5 separate regions of the Mus musculus genome follow, and all the other regions are linked to region 3. The links are chromatin contacts, called in public HiCAR-type and promoter capture Hi-C maps. All regions are on one chromosome and are shown on one strand. Each heading gives the region's core, a stretch centred on a gene start, on an enhancer-like site or on the middle of the called end of the contact. The rest is flanking DNA. Distances are from core to core; before and after follow the strand shown.

Evidence for each region. Promoter capture Hi-C pulls out the DNA fragments that hold promoters and counts their contacts. HiCAR-type assays count read pairs that join an accessible place to other places.
Region 1: a promoter capture Hi-C map of hematopoietic stem and progenitor cells shows a contact between it and region 3, with 4 times the contacts expected there. The contact joins the promoter of Sacs here to the promoter of Gucy1b2 in region 3. A contact is called at or near these places in 7 of 39 promoter capture datasets (the 3T3-L1 cell line, embryonic stem cells, frontonasal cranial neural crest and 4 more).
Region 2: a promoter capture Hi-C map of embryonic stem cells shows a contact between it and region 3, with 7 times the contacts expected there. The contact joins the promoter of Arl11 here to the promoter of Gucy1b2 in region 3. A contact is called at or near these places in 18 of 39 promoter capture datasets (the 3T3-L1 cell line, the C10 cell line, the HPC-7 cell line and 10 more), 1 of 15 datasets of contacts at CTCF or cohesin (large pre-B cells), 20 of 484 Hi-C or Micro-C datasets (B cells, the G1E-ER4 cell line, the N1E-115 cell line and 15 more), 1 of 115 datasets of contacts at active chromatin or transcription factors (embryonic stem cells) and 1 of 9 other capture datasets (embryonic stem cells).
Region 4: a promoter capture Hi-C map of hippocampal neurons shows a contact between it and region 3, with 5 times the contacts expected there. The contact joins the enhancer-like site here to the promoter of Gucy1b2 in region 3. A contact is called at or near these places in 10 of 39 promoter capture datasets (the 3T3-L1 cell line, the C10 cell line, the HPC-7 cell line and 6 more) and 2 of 9 other capture datasets (adipose tissue and liver).
Region 5: a HiCAR-type map of astrocytes shows a contact between it and region 3, with 2.0 times the contacts expected there. The contact joins the promoter of Tnfrsf19 here to the promoter of Gucy1b2 in region 3. A contact is called at or near these places in 1 of 39 promoter capture datasets (hippocampal neurons), 2 of 115 datasets of contacts at active chromatin or transcription factors (astrocytes and large pre-B cells) and 2 of 9 other capture datasets (adipose tissue and liver).

What each region holds. Positions count from the first base shown.
Region 1 is chr14:61,137,173-61,139,872 of GRCm38.p6, reverse strand. It overlaps Sacs (sacsin), which reads right to left and starts at 1,416. Exons shown (of 10, transcript NM_015788.2): 1 at 1,102-1,416.
Region 2 is chr14:61,308,441-61,311,140 of GRCm38.p6, reverse strand. Arl11 (ADP-ribosylation factor-like 11) reads right to left here and starts at 1,388. Exons shown (of 2, transcript NM_177337.3): 1 at 1,204-1,388; 2 at 1-501. The coding sequence starts at 398.
Region 3 is chr14:62,454,987-62,457,686 of GRCm38.p6, reverse strand. It overlaps Gucy1b2 (guanylate cyclase 1, soluble, beta 2), which reads left to right and starts at 1,398. Exons shown (of 17, transcript NM_172810.3): 1 at 1,398-1,611. The coding sequence starts at 1,489. Gm41172 (a long non-coding RNA gene) reads right to left here and starts at 1,220. Exons shown (of 3, transcript XR_874685.1): 1 at 1,130-1,220; 2 at 1-59.
Region 4 is chr14:61,223,167-61,225,866 of GRCm38.p6, reverse strand. Sgcg (sarcoglycan, gamma (dystrophin-associated glycoprotein)) reads left to right here. Exons shown (of 8, transcript NM_011892.3): 7 at 549-672. It also overlaps a transcript of Sacs not described here. Among named protein-coding and RNA genes, the nearest start is that of Sgcg, 34 kb to the left of the region's middle. Within about 2 kb of position 1,261, at least 9 of the 459 cell types and tissues checked have an H3K27ac peak or open chromatin away from gene starts, as enhancers often do. A contact at or near this core is called in hippocampal neurons, where this site is marked.
Region 5 is chr14:61,045,426-61,048,125 of GRCm38.p6, reverse strand. It overlaps Tnfrsf19 (tumor necrosis factor receptor superfamily, member 19), which reads left to right and starts at 1,271. Exons shown (of 10, transcript NM_013869.5): 1 at 1,271-2,011. All of the region lies in intron 2 of Gm41167 (a long non-coding RNA gene), which reads right to left.

The DNA.
Region 1 (2,700 bases), core at 167-2,666, 1.3 Mb after region 3:
GCTGCTGAGGGCCAGTCCGGCCCAAAGCAAAGGACTCCTGTCAGCTGTCCTTGTTCTTCAAAAGCTGTGACTGAGCTTTTCTTCTGACAGGAAGAACGGGAAACATCGGAACAGCGGTCAACGGTTCTTACTGCTGCTCTCACAGGATGAGCACAACAGCAGGGACGCAGGAAGATGGTGTAAGCTAGCTTGCTTCCTTTGAAAGGGACTTAGACAGAGTCTTAAGGATCATGGGTGCGGGAGGGAGCAGCTTGGGCAGCCAAAAGCCAAAAGCCAAGGATAAAGAAGACAAGGGACCACACAGAATGGGGCTAACTGTCAAGGCAAAGGAAAGAGAGCTGGTTAGTCTTCCGCAACACTCAGGGGATGTGAACATGAGAACCTCACACTGTCCTAGTTCTTACCTGGCTGCCAGTGGGTGCTTGTAAAACTCGTCATAAGACAAATAAATGGGGGCTGATCGTGAATTACTTCTGTACTGGTTGGTGCAGGAGTAAAGAGACCAATATGGGGTTGTGGCAGCTTATGCTTGGAAAACACCTGGAACCAGCCCCCATCCTGGCTGGTTCAAATGGAAGAGGCTTTTTACCATTTTCAGAGACACAGGGAGTAAGATTAAAGCTAAAATTATCAGCATATCAGCCTCAAAGGCAATACTCCCCACTGACCTTGTTTTAAGAAAAACGCAGGCAAGCAAAAAAGGACAGCAGAGTAGGAGAGAACTTTGCTAAAATCACAGAACTCTTTCTAAGAATTTAATTATTTCCTGGAATGAAATGAAATAAGGAGAATTTTTTTTTGTCATAAGGCTTTCGAGTATTATTAAATAAGGTAACTGAGAACTGGCTGGTTGAGAATATGAGGTTAAAATTAGAGCGATTGCAGATTAAGTAATAAACTATTCTGAGAATGCCACTGTATAAATACCAATAGTCCGGACCCCACTCTGCATAACAGCAGCGAACCCATTATGACCACTCTCTGCAACTTGGAGTGGAAATTAAAAAGACAAAGCCTGCAGTCAGAGCCCCTCTGGAACTAAGATGAGGAGGTAGAGCGGGACCCACCCTACCCAAGGATGCCAAGGTAGCAACTCCTCACCCGTGCGCTGTGGCACTACACGCCAGAGCTGCTCTGTCTTCCTTGGGGGCGAAGATGCAGAGGACAGTGGTCCACGGCCCAGCTGGAGCAGCAGCAGCTGTAGCAGCGACCGCACCACCCGGCTCCAGCGGGTCGCAACGCCCGATGTAGCTGTTCCTAGACTAGACGCAGTCCGCAGTCCGAGGGACCCTCAGAGTCTCACGGTGGCCATCATCAACCTGGTTGTCCGGCCTTTGTGTGCCTTTTGTACCAACAACAAACAAGTCCCAGCCAGCGTTACTGCCACTGCATTCAGCGCAGGGCCGGGAGAGTGCGGCAGTCACAGCTCCCCCTACCTAGCTCACTGCTCTCTTTTTTTAAATTAAAGAGATAGCATATCAGCTTCAAAGAATGCCATAATGCCACACACCCAGTGTTGTGGATCACTGAGGTAAAAAGTCACGATGGGAGCTTTATTATTATTTTTGTTGTTTTCCAGAGATTAATTTTATGGAAGGCATACGGCTTAAAACAAAGTCATTCCCCATAGAAGGTTGGTGCTAGGGGCTTGGTATGGGCCTCCTCAGCCCCATAAAGAGTTCTGAATAGACTCTGCCCGGTCTGAAGACAGGAGGATTAAGCGCTCAAGATCAGCCGCCTTTACATAGTGAGTTCAAGGATAGCTGGTCTCAAAATGGATGAATGGATGGATGGATGACAGACAGGTGATAGCCATATGATAGTAACAGCAGCACATGCCCAGATAAAACAGCATACACAGTGCCTTTGTTCATTGTCATTGTGGACATGAGATTCCAAATAAGTATCAAAAAATCAAAAATTCACTCAAAATGTGCTGTGTGTTGTAAAATGTTCTACAGTTGCAATCTGATGCCAGTGTTAATTCAGTGTTTCTGTCAGTTTAGTAATGGGGACACTGAGGCAATAAACCAGGGCACGGCATCTCTACGGCACCAAGCTTTGTGTGCAGCCCCGGTCCTCTGCCCTTGCGTGGGCTGTGCTCTAGTTACAGCATCAGGACCAACATCCTCCAGCATCCTATGAATGGGGAGTGTACACCAGCTAGAGCTTCAGAAGATTGGAGGCTCCTGTTTGCTGCACCCTTGGGGAAATTACCTAATTCAGCTCAGCCATACAGGCTCCAATGATGTCCCTGGGGAGAGGCACCGACTTCAGAAAGGGCAATCCACTTTGTCTGCTTTGCTGTAGTCTCGCCCTTCCCAGGGGACCACTGAAGATACCAAATCTAATAGCATTTCTTCCACACCACAGACTCCTATTAGTCATCCCTCGGAATCCATGGGAATTGCTTTCTTGAAGCTGCCAAAACCCAAAGATGCTCAAGGTCCTGATCTTAAAAGGGCATTAGAGAGCTGTGTTTGGAATGGCACAGTGGGCAAGGCCACTTTTTGCACAAACATGAGTACCTTAGTTCAAATGCCTAGTACCTACAACAAGTGTTGTGGGGCCGTGTGCCATAGCTCAATAATGTTAAGACAGGTAGAGTTTTCTGTCTCCTGAAGTCTCCCAGATCAGTAAGAGACCCTGTCTCAAGGAGATAAGACAGAGGTCTCCCACTGGCTTTGGAGTACACTCCTG
Region 2 (2,700 bases), core at 139-2,638, 1.1 Mb after region 3:
AGCAACGGCAGAGCACCAGGAGCCTCCTGCTTGTTGGCCAGTACCAAGAAGGGGACGCCGGCCATGTTGGGGTCTTCCAGGACTTCCTTGAGCTCAGCCACTGCCTCAGGCAAGCGGGCTTCATCTGTGCTGTCCAGCACGTACACAAGGAGGTCGATGCCTTCCAGGTAGTCCTTCCAGGTAGCTCTGAGCTGGGTCTGTCCCCCAATGTCCCAGAGAGTCAGTGACACATGTCCAGGAGCCTCAAGAGGCTCTACATTAAAACCAACAGTGGGTAGGGTGTCCACCAGCTGGTTTCCTTTCAGTTTGTACAGAATTGTGGTCTTGCCAGCAGAGTCGAGGCCCATCATTACCACCTGGGCCTCTGCCTTGTGACCTCTGGAATTCACAGAGCCCATGATGGCCCCTAGTAAATCCTCCTGCAGAAAGGCTGAGGACGCACATCAGCTACTCTTTTCTGAAGAAATGCAAATCCATGCATGCATGCACTGAGCTCCTACCCTAGAACAAAACAAGTCATTTTAGGGAAGGGTTTCAGACCCAGGCTGGACCCTGAAAAGCCCAGGAAGTGAGGAAGTGTGAGTCAACAGCAGCTGACTGGCCTCTGGTGCTGGCGGAGAACCACCTGAAGATGCAGAACTCCAGCGTCCTTCCTAAGTAGTTAAAGTAGAGGCGAAGGAAGCAGCAGCCGACCAACCGTGTTCAGGAGAGGCTGCAGAAAGGCATTTTCATTTCTCACTCTGTGGTCTCTGACCCTCCTGTTTCCTTCCTGGGGCCTAAACTCAGAAGTGGCAGCACACTGCATTCCAGAGAGTGGAGAAGCCAGGTCAGGGTATGCTAACTTCTTAGAACTCCTCCCAGGACCTGCACATTGGTCTCTCCAGTACCTACTGACAACCACTGCTGATTCAGGCAAATTTGAGTCAGAGCCAAGAACTTTTCCACACCATATAAAAAGCCTCTAGAATACTGTGTGCGTGTGCATGTTTGTGTGTGTGTGTGTGTGTGTGTGTGTGTGTGTGTGTGTGTTTTAAAGAATTCTAACCATGAAGGCCTAAGAACTATCTACAACTTAGGAGAAAGTTAGAGAGGCAGAAGGTGGACCATAGCACTCTTAGGAGTATGTGCATCAGATATCACTGAAGGAAAGGAAGGAACCTCATTCACTTCTGCCCTGAGAAAAAGAGCAAGAGTTAGAGTTACCTCTGTGGTTGCCTGGACTGTGGCAGACATCCCTCCGCTAGGGCACCTCTCCACAATCAAGCTTCTTTCTGCTGGTCGCCATGTCCCAAGAGCAGGATATGAAGGAAGTGTAGTGGCTGTTGCAATCTGTCCTGTTTTTGCTTCCTCTCTCGAGTGGTTAGGGCAGACATCCTCCCATATTGGGGGTGTGTCTCAAGACATCTCAGCTCTCCGTTGTTAGTGGAGCCCCGCCCAGCACCAGTTTCCCCAGTCTGAGGGACTTCACAAGTTCAGAGTTGTGTCACCCTTCCTTGTTTTCCTTGACTCCTGTGATCTCCCTGGGAATCCTGAAGCGCAGGCCACCCAGCACGGGCAGCAGTGGTTTTCTGGTGCTGGGAGACTCTTTGATTTGCAAAACTGTGAAGCTTGTCAGAATCAAAATGGAGTGACTTGTCAAGCCCAAACAAAAAAGGAGGAGGAAAAAATGAATTAATCAATAATTAATAAGTACATAAAGGAGCAGATCTTGTGCGTGCATGACTGATAAGCATTCATAAAAGACTCTGCTAGAACCACAACCTTACACAGACACACACACACACACACACACACACGCTCTCACACACTGGTTCTACAGAGATGTCTGTCCAACAACTGTTTAATTTTGGAATAGTACGACCCTTGTTATTTTCCTTTGCAGCCTAAGATGGTTTCATATAGTTATGCTCCTATTGTGTGTGTTCATGTGTATGTGTACATGTGGTGCATGAACATGTTTGTGTGGGTGTATATTCACATGTATGTACATGTGCATGCATATGGAGGCCATAGGTCAATTTCTGGCATGGTCTTCAGTTACTCTCCACTGTATTTTCTGAGACTGGGTCTCTCGGTGTCCTCACGGCCCTGTGCATGTCTGTGTACCTGGACCTCAGCCTTTTCCTCCGCATAGGGAGAGGCTCTTCTCCTAAGACACCTCTGTGGTGCTCATTCATTTGTCTAGACTGGGGTCCTCTGGCCGCCCAGTGCTGGGTTACAGGTGATGACACTGCCCAGCTTCCACAAGGTGCTATGCTCCTTCTGTTGTACGACAGGCACTTGGTTCTCAGAGCCATCTCTGCAGCTCATGGCTCCTCATTTCTTCCTTCAAAACCTTTCACCTGCCTCAATCCACCTTGAATAAACACAGTTTCCTCTGCTGCATGTATCCACATTGCAGTGTACGGCTATTCCCAAGTAAATGGCATTAGACTTCAGAGAGTCCCTCTGGTTAGACAGAACCACGTGTGTGTTAAATTGTAGAGTATAATTCTAAATTAAAAAAAAAAAACCCTCCAAAGGGGTGTGCGTGCATATGTGCATGTATATGTATATACACAAACACATATATATGTATACGTGTAGAACAGGGATTATGTTGAGCCTGGGTCAAAAGCTTATGCAGTTGGGCCTATTGGCTGTTTACCATTCTTCATAGGAGGAGAGGGCAGGGAAGGTCCAGCCACACACATCCCCAAC
Region 3 (2,700 bases), core at 149-2,648:
TACATAACTTTGGCCACACGATGGCGCTTCGCGTCCAACAATTCCTGGTCGGCCACCGACTGAAATTTTAAAAAGCAAGTTGAAGAGAGGATGAGGTAGAGCAGGTTCACGCCGCCTGGAGGCGAGCTGGGCTCGTGGGTGAACGTCCTCACTGTGGAAAAAGCCTATGTTTTTTCTGGCTTTCTGGATCCCAAGCGAAGGCGCTGATGCGAAATGAAAGGAGTAAGTGCCCAAGTCCCGGTCCACATGCAAATCAAAACTCCATCTTCCAGTGTACCTGATTGAGAGAGCTTTTATCTATCTATCTATCTATCTATCTATCTATCTATCTATCTACCATCTATCCATCCATCCATCCATCTCATTTATTTTTGAAAGAGTCAAGTATTATTGACTTTCCTAGAAAAGGGATATCACTTGATTCACTAAGCTGCTGCAGTGTGGCAGCTACAAGAAAACCTCTGGTTTCTCTGCACCACTGTTTTGTCTTTCGAGGGAGTTAATGGTAAGAGGACCAACTTTACAGGGTCACAGTAAGGAGGAAAGGAAATTACGTAGAATCTAATGACATTGCTCACACCCACTGGTGAAAACCCAGCAGTTTTGTGTGATTTATCCTAAACCAGGAGGAATGTGCGGGACCCAGTACTGCGCAGCGTGTGGTTAAAAGCAAATGATTTCCGTAGCTGTTGTGATGGGTCTAAAGCACGGCTGTCCGCTGTGGCTGTTTAGGGGGATGGACTGTCTTCTGGGATTGGCTCCTCTGACTTTTGCATGCTGAATTAATAACTATTGAGATAGGTCTGGAAGAAATGTGGAGCCTTTGTTTCAGACTGTATTTATCATTATCATCATTATTAATAATTATTGTTTGTTTCTGAGAACGGGTCTTACTGCCTTGAGCTCCCCATTCCCCTGCCTCAGCTGTCCTAGAGATTACAAGCACCAATCACAACGCTGCTCTCCCGACACTCTTGTTTCATTTTGTTTTGTTTTTAAAGACAGGGTCTTGCCCTGTTGCTCAGTCTACTATGGAGAACAGTTTCCCTCCCCAGTGTTCCAAATGGCAAGGCCAATAGCCAGTCCCATGGTGACTGGCTGGAAAGCCTGGCTTTTACCCCAGCCTTACCTTTAGCCCACTTATCCCCACTTAGCCACCTGTCAGTGAGATGTTAGCCACGCCAGGGGAGTCAATCAGATAGCGTACAATGCTACACAGATGCAAAGGGAAAACAGTCAGTCAAACCAGAGAAGGGTGGGACTTCTCCGCCCGCGCAGATCCTTGCCCCTGCGAGATGCCTTGTCCAGCATTGCTTCCTTAACCAATAGCTAAAGCTTATTTAAGCATGTGGTATCCTCTAAACAATGAAAGCTTGTTTCTCATCGCACAGGATGCTAAGTCTGTCTTGCTGGGTCAGCTTACATGTAATCAGAAGTGTGTGTGTGTGTGATGAGGTTGTATTTACAAACACCTGTCTAATTGAAAGGATGGTGATGTCTGAAGTGTTGTGTGCTGAGTATACGCTAAAAGTTAAAATGTCAGACACAGCAGACGGTGTGCTGTATGAGCCTCTGCGAGCGGAGTTTAGGAGCAAGCGAACCCATCTACAGGTACAGTGAGGAGCGCAGTGGGAGAGGTTGGGGGTGGCTGAATAGGGGCACCAAGGGAACTTGCTGGACAATGCAGACACTCCATTTATATCTGGGTATGAGTTATGCTAGCATATATGTTTGCCGTAATTTGTGAGACTATTCACTTCAGAGCAACAAAGGAAGTCACAAACAAACAAAACAACAAAACAAAATAATAAAACCCTCTCAACCCCCCAAAAAGCCAAAAAACTGGTCTCTCAAAACAATGATCCCAGAATATACAGGGAAGCCCGTGATGTCATGGGAACGGAGGGGTGTCTTCCCATACAGTAACAAGTCCTCCCCAGCTGCTAATGCATCTGAAAAACCTACGAGATGCCAGCTAATCTTGCAGACAGCTTCGAAAGCCAGGGACAGCCTTCCTCATGCACACGCTGTCTGTGTCTTTTCAAATGTTTACAGAGTATTTACAAAGAGTAGTCCTTTGGGTGGCAGTTGTAATTAGGGAAACTGGCAGAGAAAATTAACACATACCATAAAAGAGGGATAATTAGTCCTCTGCCATATACAATATTATTATCAAAAGGCATTCACCCTGGAATCCGATTGGTTTATACACACTGGCCTCATAGGGACGCTCCTCCCTTCCACATCACTCTGGGTATGAAGCTGCCACGTTCCTTGGATGATGGGCCATATGGTACTTAACATCAGAATGAAAATGAGCTCGTGCTTCTTATGTGAGATGCTAAAATTTATTAGAAAATCAGAAAGCCTAATTTCCACCAAGTTCCTGAGACCTACCATCTGCTTCATGAAAAAGAAAGAGGGAGTTGGTTTTTTTTTTAACCATTTGCTTATTGTGAAGTGTGAGCATGAGTGTTTGTGTGTGTTTGTAAAAGCGGGGAGGGGGCTGAGGGCTGTAAGAGGGGGGGATCAGAGCAAGTACACTTGGCAGGGCCGAAAGAGCTGTCAGCTGAATGTGGTGGGAAGGTTTGGGAAGCATAATTATGGAAATCATCTATCTTGGAGACATTTTCTCAGGACCACACGTCCTCTCCACAGAGAATCAGCACAGAGTCTTCTAGCTTTTGCAAGTACACAAAA
Region 4 (2,700 bases), core at 12-2,511, 1.2 Mb after region 3:
AACACACTTCTTCACAAATATAAAAATCTACACGGCCCCTTCCATCCAAGCTTCCATTTTGCTTCAATGTTGCTTTTACATTTTTCTCCTTTATTGTATCCTTGGAAATATTTATTTAATTTTACCAACATGTTTAGTTGGCTTATTTTTTTAAAATAGGGTCTTCCTATGTAGCCCAGGCTGGCCTCAAACTCACGATCTTACTGCTTCAGCCTCCAAAATGCTGACACACCTGCCTGTTTTGTGGATTTTTCTTTTTAGGTTTATTTCTATTTTATGTACATGAGCGTTTGACCTGCATGTTTGTCTCCGAGCCACAGGCGTGCAGTTCTGGATCCCCTAGAACTTCAGATACAGAGAACCGTGAGCCGCCATGTAGGTGCTGGAAATTGAACCTGGTCCTCTGGAAGAGCAGCCTGTGCTCTTAACCATTGAACCATTTATCCAGTCCCCATTTTGTTGATTTTTGCAAAGTACCTTTCCCTCCTCTATGGCTTTAAGTTCCAAATGTAAAGACACCTTCATTTTTTTTTTTTTTCTCATTTCAGGTTAGAATCCCCAACTCGGAGTCTAAGCATGGATGCCCCAAGGGGGGTTCATGTTAAAGCTAACGCTGGGAAATTGGAGGCCCTCTCTCAGATGGACATCATCTTGCAGAGTAGTGAAGGAGTGGTGAGTTCTACGATGGGGCTCCTATCGCACTCTGATGAGGCATCTGAGTGCGACCCCACTAGGACGTCAGTGTGCTGATCTTACGCTGGTTTGTAGTGAGCCATGATGAAAGGCATAGCATGGACAGTGTGGTGAGGGAGAAGGCTGTGCAAGGTTACATTCCTTCCCTAGTGGGCTCACTCTCCTACACTGGCATCTGCATTACCAAGACACTCCTCATTCTCACTTGTGAAAAAGCACCACAGACAACATCAATTTTCCATTTCCTAGTGAGTCGGTGTTTCCCAGCATGGGCATCACAGGAGTCATCTGCAGATGACAGCTGTCCTCTGTTGTTGCCAGGAGCACCGTGTTTGCTTGCACAGAATTTAGTGCAAAATAAAATGAACTAGGAAAAATGAATTTCTTTCAAAGGTCAACTATAGTAAGGTTTAAATCCAGAATATCTGTTGTAGTATAATAGATATACCCTACACCATGATTTGTAGAACTTTATTAATAGGAGTCGAAAGCTTGACTTCAGTCAGTGGGAAGCCAGACATTCCAGGCTGTCTACAATAAATCCACAGGCTGCAGTATTAGCTGGTTGCCTTTGTGCAGTACAAGTGCACACTGCACAGATCAGGACCTTGTTTCTCTGTTCAAATAAGGCAATGGTTCACAAAGCCTTTTTAAGCCGCTCCATCACAATGTCATTTTGAAGTCTGGATGTACTATGTACACTTATGCATTTGTTCCCTGTGTGTAACTTTAATTTTTTCAAATCCTATTTTTAATGATTAAACGCTTTAACTTCCTTTTTAGCCCAGCACCCACCAGAAGTGGTGGAAAAGAAAGGACATGGGGGAAGTGAACCTGTTTAGAAAGGTTCTTTGGAGCAACTTCCATCTGTGTTGTCTGCAGTTCAGTTCACAGGTTAGCAGGCAGTGGCAGGTCGATCCTCTCGCAAACACTAGCAGTCCAGTTCAGTAGTCAGGACAGCAAACACAAAGCAACAGCAGTGACACGATCTGGCAGAGACAGCCAGGCTTCAGCCTCGGCTCAAGTCAGCAGGAGGGACCAGGGGGAACACCAGGAGAAGTTCTTGGCTGTGCCTTTTTCAGGGAAGTGAAGATCAGCAAAGACATGAGACCCACAAGCGTTGCACAGCTGGTTGTACCAGCAAGCCAAGCTCTGTCTCTGTCCCTCTGTCACGTCCTATTTATACCCTGCAAGCATCATGAATCCTCCCACATGCCTTGCCTCACTCAGCACATGTCTGCCCTCAGCACCTGCATTCAATCAGCCGGAGTCCGCAGAGTCCTAACAAATGCAGCTCAGCTATGCAATGTAAGGCAGACTGATACACATGTGTTGTTAGTAAAGACTCCTTCACCACATGTCCTTTCATGTGTGTGTGTGTGTGTGTGTGTGTGTGTGTGTTTAAAGCAGAACATCCTCCCTCCTGTGTCTGCTTCAGTGAAATGTTCCTTCACGAGTCTGCCTTAGCCTCTCACCAGTGACCATCTCAGGAAATGTTCCTTCACGTGTTTGCCACAGCAAAACACCGACCAATAAAACTGACTCTCCAAAGAACCCTTAAGTTGCCACTTCAGTGTGTGTGTGTGTGTGTGTGTGTGTGTGTGTGTGTGTGTGTGTAGTGTTGTCCTATGTCACAGTGGAAGTGCATGGTTACCTGCCCCCTCCTCAGCTATGCCCCAGGCTTGCACCAGGGACAGTTAGCAGAGACGACCGACCGCAAAGCCCAGTGCTGGGAGAGCAGGGCCCAGGGAAGTGGCAAATTGGGAAGCCTGGGCCCCTGTGGTTTATCAGTCCTATGCTGTAAATATATATGTGAATTCTGGAAGGTTTGCTGGCTCTCTGTGGCTGTCTCCTCATTAAACCAATGGGGGAAATGTTTGCTCGATCATGCTTTGTGGACTTGAGACACTAGCATAATATTTTGAATTGACTTTCACTTAACATAAATAGGACAATGTAGTTAGGATGGACTGTGATGTATTAAAGGTCATGAGGAGTCACTTCAGG
Region 5 (2,700 bases), core at 22-2,521, 1.4 Mb after region 3:
GTTTGCCCCTGATTTCATGAGTCCTTGGAGCTCAGGAGCTCTGTAGGTACAGGTGTCTTGGGATAGTATGCAAAAGCATGCCTGCTCATTTGAAGGATGTGAGGCTGGGTACATTGTTCAATTGGTGGAGTGCTTGTTTAATATGCATGAAGCCCTAAGTTCAGAAACCATAATCACATAAACTGAATGTAGCAGTGGATGTCTGTAATTCCAGCCTTTAGGAGGATCAAGAGTTCAAAGCTGTCTTTGAATAAACAGCACTTTTGAGGCCAGCTCATGACACTGGAGACCCTGTCTCGAAAAGGAAAAAGAAAACAAACAAGTACAAAGTAAGCCCCATGTGTCTCAGGGACATTTCAGAGATGGAGGGCATGAACAGGCCCTGGGGTTCAGCCTCCACCTCCCACTGGGGAAAAATACTGGAAACCAAATAGATCTATTTAAGTGTTACAATGAACTCACAAACCAAGTATTTTGCCATCAAGATTTACACAGGAATCAAAGACAGCTGGAGATAGACAGGGCATAAACTATTTTTAAATATCACACCAGGAAAAATGAGATGCAACTGATAAGAGAAGGAAGTCACAGGAAGGAAGTGGGTTCCTCTAAGGGTGCTGCAGATGATATTTTTCAGTGCCCTTCTGCAAACAGATGCAGTTCCATCATATAATGGAAATCTTTTCTCTCTCCCAGAATAAACAGCTCCATGTTCAAAAACATGCCACATTCCGACCACAGTGCTTTACCAGCCTCGTGGGTATTCTAAACAACGGACACTAAGTTCCGTTTTACAGTACAGAAAATAAGGTGGCGATTTCTCAGCTGGATCCAAACTGTGATTTGTGCTTTGCCTGGGACAGAAGCTGTGGAGTGATTGCAAGCAAATGCTTTCCTCTAAGTCACCTTTCTGTGACTTTTAGGAGTCGCTAGAGGTATCCATGATTGCAACTCAGAAGGAAGGCATCCTTTGTTGTTGTTGTTTTATTAGGACCCCAAATTTAGATTAACAAGCTTCTGACCCAGGTGTCCAGTGAGCTAGTGGCGGTATCTCTGTAAGTTGTAGTATCCACTCCTTCACTCAATGAAAGCCATACTTGACTGGCGCCACCTGTAATACTTTCACCAGGAAAAGACATTTTACTAATTCTTAAAGACTTGTCGCAGTATGTGTGTGTTGGGGTGGGGAGCCGCGCGCGTGGGGTTGGGGGTGGGGAATCAAGCTTTTTAAAACGTTTGCCTGTGACCCTGGCGGTGTAAGGCAGGTGTTCGGAGAAACGGCCTAATTAAACACTGCTGTGCCGCTCTGCTGCGTTTCGGACTACCCTGCTCTGGTAGGGACTTCGTGCTTTTTGTCACAGGCAGCGGCTTGATGCTGTCTACTGGAACCTGCAACGATCCAGGACCTTACAGGCCCGGAGCACAGAGGCCCAGAGCAGTCCTGGTGTGTCCCTCCCAGCCAAGAGACACACTGCAGGGCTGTCGCGGGCGAGGCACAGACCAACGCGACTAGAAATCAGGCTGACTGGCTTCTCCCGGCCAGCCCCACGGCACGGCATGATGTCATGGGAGCTGCCACTCAGCGAGATGAAAGGGATGCGGCGCAGCAGCGCTGGCACTAGGCAGCCCAGCTGGGGCACCGCGAGAGAGAGCTGCAGATCCAGCCGCTCAGCCCAGGCTGGGGAAGCCTGCTCTCCAGAGCTGGGGCAGAACAACGTGGCCCACGTTTAACAAAAGAACCAGACGGTAGCGAACTTTCTAGATCTGCGCGCGTAGCGAGTAAACTCAGCCTTGCCTTTGATGCGCAGCAACTGATCGGCGATCAGATTACAGGCACTCCATCTCCTAGTTCGCCTGCCTTTGATCTGCGCGGGTAATCCATTTTCCTGGATTTGAAGTTTGTCTGGGCTTGCGCCCACACACATTTTTGGGAAGGTAAAAGCGTTTGGCGCGGAAGTGCTACCAAGCTGCGGAAAGCGTGAGTCTGGAGCACAGCACTGGCGAGTAGCAGGTAGGCGTTCGTGTGTGGTTGGAACTTTCACTGCGTTTTCCTCGCATGTTCAAAGGGGGAAAAATGGCTATCAGCTCCCAGCAAGCATGCCTGAAGCCAAGTCCAGCACCAGGCTGCGTGCACGTGAAACTGAATTTGATTCTTGATGCAATTGTTTCGCGGTTTGCACAAGAGTTTGATATCTGTCATGCAAATCTTACTTGGAAGTGAGTAGTTCCAACAGGACAAAAACAGAGCCTCGCTAATGTTTGTTGCCAGCAGGGTTTCAGACGCTGGAAGCTGGGCTGGAAAACCTCCTCTTACTTTATTTAGAAACGGTGGGATTCTGTTAACACCCCCTCACTCCCACCCCACCTTCCTTTCTCTTCCCCTATCTCCCCCCACCCTACGGAGCAAAACTCCTCTCTAGCAATCCTAGCAATATTACTACTTTATTCTCCGGCCTCCGGGAGATGTGAATCTATCGCACATGTGTCCTTGCCATTCGCATTCCCAAGGGAATCTCTGCAAAGGCATTTAGGACTGAAGCCTTTCAAGTGTAAAGCGGAGGAACTCGGAAACAGGGAGCGCCAAGCTGCGTTAGGTTTGGCTAAAAATACCCAAGCCAGGCTCTGTAACCTCTGAAAATAGGAGAAGCTTTGTTTACAGAAACACTCCCGAGGTTAATATTCTTAAATTAACATTTACTC